Regions from separate parts of the Sminthopsis crassicaudata genome. Here region 1 is linked to region 2. The links are chromatin contacts, called in public Hi-C maps. All regions are on one chromosome and are shown on one strand. The core of a region is the stretch at or near the end of the contact, and the rest is flanking DNA. Distances in the headings are between cores, read along the strand shown.

What was found. Hi-C and Micro-C count contacts between places; a contact is called where the count stands out from the background.
Region 1: a contact with region 2 is called in a Hi-C map of hippocampus, with 3 times the contacts expected there. The contact joins the promoter of PKD1 here to the promoter of MLST8 in region 2. A contact is called at or near these places in 2 of 2 Hi-C or Micro-C datasets (fibroblasts and hippocampus).

What each region holds. Positions count from the first base shown.
Region 1 is chr1:388,563,440-388,568,163 of ASM4859323v1, reverse strand. It overlaps PKD1 (polycystin 1, transient receptor potential channel interacting), which reads right to left and starts at 1,683. Exons shown (of 48, transcript XM_074279523.1): 1 at 1,323-1,683; 2 at 152-190. TRAF7 (TNF receptor associated factor 7) reads left to right here and starts at 1,839. Exons shown (of 20, transcript XM_074279538.1): 1 at 1,839-2,079. It overlaps LOC141552357 (small nucleolar RNA SNORD60), which reads right to left and starts at 361; the gene lies at 278-361. It overlaps LOC141552356 (small nucleolar RNA SNORD60), which reads right to left and starts at 122; the gene lies at 40-122.
Region 2 is chr1:388,424,254-388,428,795 of ASM4859323v1, reverse strand. MLST8 (MTOR associated protein, LST8 homolog) reads left to right here and starts at 1,765. Exons shown (of 10, transcript XM_074279509.1): 1 at 1,765-1,810; 2 at 2,498-2,611.

The DNA.
Region 1 (4,724 bases), core at 434-2,933, 140 kb before region 2:
GTCACCCAAATTTCAATTCATGTTCAATTAATCTTTATTGAGCCTCAGCTTTGCTATATAATCAAACTGCATATGCAGTTTTCATACGAGGTGTCAGAAATGGAAATGTCTCATCACTGGCTCAGACTATAAAAACATGTATAAATCTCACCTGTTTGGTGGTTATGTCCATCCACAGCACAGGGCACACCTAAAAGTTTAAACAGTGCAGTTATTATCTACAATACACCCGAATAAAACTCTGAATAATTGCAATTCCCCATAAGACAATAAATTGCAGCCTCAGATCTTAAACATAATCAGATATTGACATTGGCAATACTCATACGAGGTGTCAGAAATGTATATTTCATCATCGGCAACAGAGAAGTGACAAATGACTCAACGTAATTAAAAGTCAGGTCTATTTTATTACAGATGCTCAATTTTGGAGAGGAAAAAGGCTTTCACTAACAACCACGGAACTTGTGGGATTTACCAGAGATCAGATTAACTGATAATTTACAACTTGAAAGACGATATCCTTAAACTTTCTTTTCAAAACAATTCTTCCAGTGCTCTCTCACTAGATGGCAGCAAATGAGCGGCACTCTTTTCTAAGAACTTAGTCAATTACAGGAACTATTCAAGTCCCAGACTGGATTCCAGTACCAGACTCATTTCCCCAACCAGGAAGTCGTTACCGGGACACCAAGAATCCCTGGTCATAGCAGTAAATACACAACTACTAAAGTGCCTACTATGTGCCAGGCACCGTGCTGAAGTACTAGAGATGCAAAAGAGACGCCAAAGACAGCGTTCACAGCGTGTCCAGTTGCTGGAGCAAGGGGGATTTACCCTGAGACCTGTGACCATTAACACCTGGCTCTCGGACTCCGAGGCTTGCCCACAGCCTAAGGGGAAGTATGATATAAGGGGCGTTCTTGTCCGTTCTCAGAGCTTAAGATCGGTATACTGAAAGGATAACTTGCCTCGGCTTTCCTAGCCGATCAGTAGCCGACCTTAATCTCCAAGTTGACCAGATCTCCCAGAGAGCTGACAAAAATCTCCCGGGGATAGGGGGTGTTTCAGTTTCTTCCTTTAAGTTTCACAAGCAGCCTGAAAAGCAAAAGTGGCTCTTCCTAACTTTGACCTTGGATAGGTCTTGTATCCTTCTCCAGACCTCAATTTCCTCATCTGTAAATGGGACAAAACGGCCTAAACAAGCGCTTTTAAAATTCGTTCATGTGGGGACCCGCCCACGTGGTTCGACTAATTCAGTGTAACTGAACAACATAGAATAAGCGAAGGCCGGGCCGGCCATAGGCCCCGCTCACCTCTACCTTCTGGTGGCGCCGCAGGAAGGTTCCACTGGGGCGTTTCGGTTGTTAATTCCCAGGTATTACAGCAGGATGAAAGAGGAATGTCGGTCGCTGCCTCGAACTCGAAGCTAAGGGGATCCAACAAAGCGGGATCCAATCACAGCACACCCTCACAACTCCCAGGTGCTACCAGAAAGCGTGCAAGCCAGAAAAAGAATGAGAAGCCCGCCTCTTCTGGCTTTTATAGGGAACTAATTCTCTGGCTCTGCGATTGGACTACCTCTACAGGAAGTACCCGCCCACCGATGACCCTTAGCTTTCCATCCCGTAGTTTCCGCAGCTTTCAGTTGCTCAGGCAGTCGTTTCGGCTCTAGTTCACCAATCTGGCGATAGCTAACGTGCCTTCTCAGCGGGGCCACTTCCAGCCGTAAGAACCGAAACTTCGTCCTACTATTGGGTCTGATCAGGATGGCCGGTGAACCAAAGCCAATAAAAATCCAAGTTGTAACATAGAGTGATTTTGCTGTTTCCAATCAGGGCTGGCTATGCGCGAGCCGCTGGGAATTGTAGTTTTCTTTAAGGATTCCTCGCCAAGTGGCTGCCGAAATCTATGAGGTGGAAGGACTACAAGTCCCAGAGAATGTGTTTTCCGCGCGGTTCCGGCTTCGCGCACCCCGCCCCCTTCCCGGCAAGAGGTGGAGGAGGACCGAGGGGGTCACTATGTGCTCGGAGGAAGGGGCTTATTCCTCCGCCTCTGTTTTTGGGCAGCAGCTGACTGGTGAGTCCCCGCGGGGCAGCGCAAGGAGGGCTGGAAAGCTTTGGCGTTAATGGACTACCAGGTCCCCGAGGACTTGGTGGTCGTCCTTAACTGTTACATTAGGAGAAAGGGAATTGGGGGTGATCGGGGCCGGGGGAAGGGGCGTCTGGCAGCCTGTAGCTGTGTTGTTGGACCTGGTCGTCCAAGCCTGGGAAGAGATGGGCGCTGTCACGTCCATCAAGACTGGGGGTGGGGGTGGTCAGAATCTCCTGGGCCGTCACTCACTGGATAGAGGAAACTGGGTTTATGGCCTGGAGTCTGGGTGTTGGGGGGGTGGGGTCATCGCAGACTTGGGGACGGTCCCAACCTGTAGGACCCTCGCGGGCCGAGGGATGGGTTAGAGTTGTTTCCGACGTGGTAAGGGGAGTCAAGCATTGTTGTCAGAACCGATCACGGCTGGGGAAGAGATGCTGTTGTAGTTTCTTGCTGGGGAGACACAGGGTCGGAGTTATAGTTGGATAAAGAAAGGAGATGGTCCTTGTCTTCACGGAAGGAAGGAGCCGGGACTGGAGAGGGGAGGATAAGTACTTCTGCGTTACACAGGCTGGGTGGGATGGGGGTTAGAGCTACTGTAAGGGGTTGAGGGGGGGGGGTATATAAATAAAGATCCTTATAGGCTGGAAGCTGAACTCCAGGTAACGACAAATGGAAATTAGGAGAGTCATTCACTCTCCCACTTGGGAATGGAGAAAAGGAATCTTTTCTGTGTTAGCTTGAAGTTACATAGTATCTATAAGTTTTGTGATCTGGGCTGTCTGGATGAAATGTCAAGAGCCCTTGCTACAGATTATATCCGGGATGTTAAATTGACTGGAGTCTAAGTGATTGCCAAAGTATGTGTAAATTTGTATCTATGTCTGGCCCAAGGCATGTAGGGAGAAGGAAATGGCAGGCCAGGGTGTATACTGAGGGACCTAACCTTGATACTTTCCCAGAGGTGTAGATATTAGTCTTGTCACTTTCAGATTTGAATGTGCTTCCTGTGTTGGAGCTTAGGGAATGCTTCTTTCCCATTTCTCAAGTTGCACTCTTCTCTCTGTACCCTCACGGCAGTGTAATGAAGTAATTGTGTTGGGAATTAATGGTGTGTGATTCTCTCTCTTCATAGAATAAACTTCTGGGAAATTTCACTTCTCCTTTTTCTGCAATGTGTGGTACTCATCCTTCTGACTTCTCTTTTTTGTCTTCCTCCATGTCCAACCTCTGTTGCCCGTAGTTGCTCCTTCCTAGCTCAAAAAGATGATTCTTCAATAAAAATTACAATTTCCTCAGATGTTTTGTAATTCAGTCCTGGTATTCTTTCAAGTCCTGAGCATCTGTCCAAAACAACCTTCTTTTCTTTTAAAGAGAGGCTTCCTACTTCCTATTCCCTTTGAATTCCTTTCTGCCAAAAAGGATTGATTTTAAAACATTGCCCCTGAAACTCCTATACACCTATATTCTAACAACTCAGAGGCCAAAAATAGTGGCAGATAATAAATATGCAAATGTAACATTTCTAGAAAAGACAGCTCACCCTACAATGTAAGAAATACCAGTAAAGTACATGTTAGTCACTTCCCAATAGCAGTAATATTAGAGTTCAAAATCTTGGAATCTTCTCTGTTTGTATACAAAGGAATGTTTTTTTCTTTTTTCTTTTTTTTTTTAATTTCTCATTTTGCATTTCTCATTTTTGACATAAAAAAGTCATTAAATAAAAATTTAAAAAATAATTAAAAAAAAAAAAAAAGGAAAGAAAAGAAAAGTACCAGGAAACTCAAAGGGAATCCTTAGTATTATAATTATAACCTTTACAATTTTTGTTGCATTTTAAAGGAAATTTTGCAGGACAGTGCTGAGGATACATAGTCACATTTATGCCGAAGGTCTGTTGAAGCTGAAATTTCACTTTAAAAGGAGCCTCTCCATTTGGAACTGTTCTTAGGTTAGTGCTTTTTCTGTAGTCAGGAATGAATTTATTTCCTCCCTCCCACAGATTCCCACACACCTTTATTTCAGAACCTAATGTTTTACAAAATCAGTTAAATCATTTCCTTCTCAAATGTGCAGAGGATTTGGCAACTAAGGCTGTGACCACCAGTTGCCTATTGTAATGTCTTAGAATGTGAGTTCTGTCCATTTGGTCTTCCCCTGCTTTATATCCAGCAAGTCCTTAATACTTTCCCAATATCCAGTTCTCTTCATGCTTAATTGTTTAGCCTTTTCCCCCATCTACTTTGCCCCTTGCTTTTCTAATTTTAATAACTCATAGTTTTGCTCCCAGCAGCCTAGTGAGGTAGGTAGCATAAATATTATCATCTCCATATTTTCCACAAGTAATACTTTATTTTGAATTTTGAAATAATTTTTCAGATAGTAAATGACCTGTCCAGACCACCCAACTAATTCTATGATTCCAACCTAGGTCTCTCTTGTCTATAAGGCTAATCTTTCTATTTTCCCATGATGCTTCTAATTCCTATATAACTCAGCTATAATTCTCCTCAGTTTTGTGCTTCCCTTCATCGTATCTTTGGAACATCATTCTTTTGTAACAAGTTCTGTTTCATCCTCTCAAAACCATTTGGAATTAAAAGAAATCTGGTTTTTCCCTGAGGTCATAT
Region 2 (4,542 bases), core at 516-3,015:
TAAAAAAATAATACATACAGGTAAATACAAGATAATTTGAGGGAGGAGAAAACAATGAGACAATGATCAGGAGGGTGATCAGGAAAGGCTTTCTATAGAAGATAACGGGTGAGCAGAGCTTTGAAATAAGAGGTCTAAATGTTGGGGGATCACAGGACTGTATCCCAAGTATGGGGAGACAGCCTGGGTGGAGGCTCAGATGTGAAAGATAAAAGGCCCAGGGAATAGTTTGTAAGCCAGTTTGGTTGTTAACACAAAGGGGAAAAGGTAAAATAAGGATGGAAGGGCACTTTGGAACTAGTTGGGGAGAGCCTCAAATTGCAGGTGAAGAAACTTTTGTCTCATCCTGGGGGAAACAGGCAGCCACTTGGGAACTTTTGAACAAAAAACGACAGCTCAGGCATTAGGAAGAATTTTTGAATGGCTATTTGTGGCAGATGGCATGGAGAGGAACAAATGAAAGCAGGGAGACCTATTGGGAGAGTATCGTAGAAGTCTGAACTGGGGAGGTAGCCAGAGGAGTGAATGGATTCTAGAAACCTTGTATGTGGAGACAGAACCAACAACACGGATTGGGGGAAGAAAAACAACTGAATGGTGGTTCTCTTAATAGAGATAAGAAATCTGTATCGAGGGTAGCTTTAGTGATGCAGTACTTGGAGTGCCTATCCTGTAATCAGGAAGACTCATTTTCCTGAGTTCAAATCTGTGGCCCTGGGCAAGACCCTCCTTGTCTCAGTCTCCTCATCTGTAAACATGAATTGAAGAAGGAAATGACAAAGTACTTCAATATCTTTGCCAAGAAAATTCTGAATGAGGCCATGCTAAGTTGGACACCACTAAACAACCACCGCAAAAGTTTGAAGCCGGGAGCGAAAAGCTGCAGACTTCAGTTCTGATGCACTGTTCATGTTGAATCTGAGATGGAGGAAGGGGCAGCACCCAAGGAACAGAGCGAAGAGGATCAGAGAGGAGGATCAGGACTACAAGTGACAGCAGGAGGTGCAATGGTCAGCTGTGGCAATGCCAATAAACTGGATAGAAAAGCCCTCTGCATCCGGAGGGAGAACTGTGGAGAAGGAATGTAAAGCATCACCTGCCATGCTCCCTTTTTTCTTTCCTTTTTTCCTCTGTGGTTTTTCCCTTTTGTTTTAATTTTTTTTCCAACGTGATTGATAAAGAAATGTGTATTAAAAATTAATGTACATGTGTAACCAGAAAAAAGATAGTTTATATTAAAAATCAAATTAAATTAAGAGAGTGAAGAGGCTCAGCGGGCAATTAGTGGGTCATAGGACTTGAAGATTATTAGTGAAAGATATTAGTCCGCCAACATCTATTCCACAGATACTGTACCAAGCCCCCGGGACAAAGGAGAAAAAACCCAGATCCCAGTTCTCAAGAAGCTCCTATTTTAAAAAAGGAAATTAGAAATCGTACGTATATATGTATATACCAATGGGTGTATTATGTATAATTGTGGTGTGTATCTATATGGAGAGAGAGGAGCGAGGAAGGTGGTGGAGAGGAGGAGGAAAAGAGAGGGAGGAGGGAGGAGGGGGGAGCTTCCATTAAGAGAGGTATCATAGAGAGAAGGCCGAGGCCAGTTAGAAACAGGAGCCAGGCCACAGGGGAATCGGGAGAGGGAAGCGTCTCAGCTCCACGAGAAGCAGAGGATGTCCTGAAGGACAGAGATGTCAGGAAGGATAGAAAAAAGCCATCGTGTTTAGCAGTTAAAGCGCGCTGGAATCTGCGTTTTGCCTGGCGCGTAGTGAGCACTTGATAAATGCGCGCCGGACAAAGAACAGAGGTTTGAGGAGATGGTAGCGAGGGGGATCTGGGAGGAACCGAGAGTGCCTGAGGAGGCGCTGACCATCTGAGACTGGCAGGGGAGAAGAGGAGCGGGGAGGGCGGGAGATGATAGTACGGGCTGAGATGTAGACAGGAGAAGAGGGAGCCAGTGACATATTGCTTCAATTTAATTTCCCCATTAAAGCAGGGCCTTGGCTCGGGGGGAGGGAAACGAGGAAGGGCCGACAGAGAAAGCCGCAGTGGGAGGAGAAGAGTCTGGAGCCTTCGCGGCGCGGGAGAGCTGGAACCAGTCAGGGAGGAGCAGAAGCGTAAAGAACCCGTTAAGATTGGATGACATAAGTTTGTGGTGGAAGTGGTCCAGCCCCAGTTAGGCCGAGGTCACGTGTTCATTTCAGCTGCACGCTGCGGGGGTCCTCCTCAGGTGGAAGGAAAACCTAGGGCGAGCAGCTCCCCACACTCAGGGAGGTGCAGGGTTATCTAGGAGGGGGTGGTCAGCTCCGTCAGTAAGGTCGAGAAGGCAGAGGGCTGAGAAAAGTCGTTAGGTTGGGCCTGAAGGACTGGATGACTGCCCTCTTCTGCACTATGCAAAACCCCGAGGGTTTCTAAGACAAGTGGTTCCCCCCATACACAGAATAATGGACTCATCCAGCTTCCTTTCCCCTCCTTTCCATTGGTTTCGCCCTAGAGCGAAAAGAATCCAATCGATGACTCTATGCTCTGGTTCGCTACCCATCGATTCGTTCCGACTCTCCCAGCCGTCCTGAGCCCCGGCAGCGGAGTGGGGATTCTTGTGAGTGAGGTACGGTGCAGGGTCCCTGCGGCCGGGGGCTCGGGAGGCAGACTGAGCGGCTTATAGGGCGGGGGCGGAGGGGAAGGTTTGGGGAGTGGGCGCAACTCCTCGGACTCGGGTTGGGACAGAGGCTCAGGTGACTTCCGATCCTAAAACCCCCCGCCCCGCCGGCTCGCTGTTAAGCTGAGCATGCGCCATGCTGGCGGCGGCGGCGGAGGCTTTCTCCCCGCGCCCTCCCCTCCCTCACGCCGTGCGCCTGCGCTTCTCATTGCTGCGCCACTCCCTGGCGTGGCAGGCGGAGGCTGCCCCCTCGTGGCCCGAGTGTAGGCTGCAGGCCCGACCGCCGGCTCCCTCTTAATTTTCATAGTCTCGTGCTGTGGGTGCGTGAGAAGAGCACGTCCTCTCTCTTTTGGGAGGCTCCCTCCTTCTGTAACCTAAAAGCTTTAGGAAAGGCCTCACTCAGCAAAGATACACGCATGGAAACCCTTGTTATTGCCCCTAAAAACACCGATAAAGACCTCACTTTAGGCCCTCCGAAGGCAGGCCCCGGACCATTTTGTGTAGATCCAGCACAGCCCCGCGCACAATGCAGAAGCTTGATGGCTTCAGGGCACTTAGCGTAATGTGTGCGCCCGGAGGCGCTTGATCCTGCGTCTTCCTCAGTGTTGCCATCAGACATCATTCTGCTTCTTAGAGTCATTTTGGAGAAATAGCTGGTAGAGCAATATAAATGAAGCAGAATGTATGTGAAGAGGAATGTTCTAGGCTGCGCCCAACTCAGGTAATGCGGGTTTAATATTGAAACAAAACGTTAACAAAAATTAAACACCTACTGTGTGCTAAGCTAAGTGCTGTGGAGATTAGGGAAAAAATACTCAGCTCATTCAGCAATTGGTAAAATGGATAGAAAGCTGGGTCTGAAAAATCGCTGGGAAAATTGGAAATGAGTATGGCAGAAAGGAGGCATTGATCCACACCTAACACTGACTACCAAGATGAGGTCGAAATGGGTTCATGACATAAAGAGTGACATGATAAGCAAATTAGAAAAAAAAAGTTGGAAGGGCTGTGGGAAAACTGGACACTGATGCATTGTTGGTGGAGTTGTGAACTGACCCTACTATTCTGGAGAACAATCTGGAATTATGCCCAAAGCTATCAAATTGGGCACACCCTTTGATCCAAAGGAACCAGGAGATCCTTGTACAGGCAACAGCAAGATTATATGATGATCAATTCTGATGGACGTGGCTCTCTCCAAAAATGAGATGATTTCCAATGGTTTTGTGATGGAGAGCCATCTGCACCCAGAGAGGCTTGTGGGAACTGAGTGGATCACAACATAGTATTTTCACTCTTTTTGTTGTAGTTTGCTTACATTTTGTTTTCTTTCTCATTTTTCTCCTTTTTGATCTGATTTTACTTGTGCAGCATGATAATTGTGGAAATATGTACAGAAGAATTGCACATGTTTAAGAATGAATGTTGAAAATTATCCATGTATTTATTTTGAAAATAAAAGGCTTTAGTTAAAAAAAAAATGATAAATTTTGAAAAAGAAAGCTGGGTCTGGTCAGATGCTTCTCAGATGCAGTCCACAGGACACTAGGCTAGTCACTTAATTTCTGATTTCCTCAGTTCCTCAACTATAAAATGAGGATAATAATTGTTATCTACCTCCCAGCTGTGTTGGGAGGTTCAACTAGATGTTATTTGAAAAAAAGCACTTAGCACCATATTTACCATGGAGTAGATGTCTATCCTTCCTAGCTGCAATAAAATTAGTCATTGAAGACAACTCTAATTGATTGAAGTGAATGAAATTCTTATCTAAATTGTCAATCATTTTCTACCCGTGAGATATCAGAGAACACCTGAAGTTCTTCCTGATCTTCCTCAGTCAGTGAGGATGCCAGGTTAACTACCTGAGTATGGTCTTT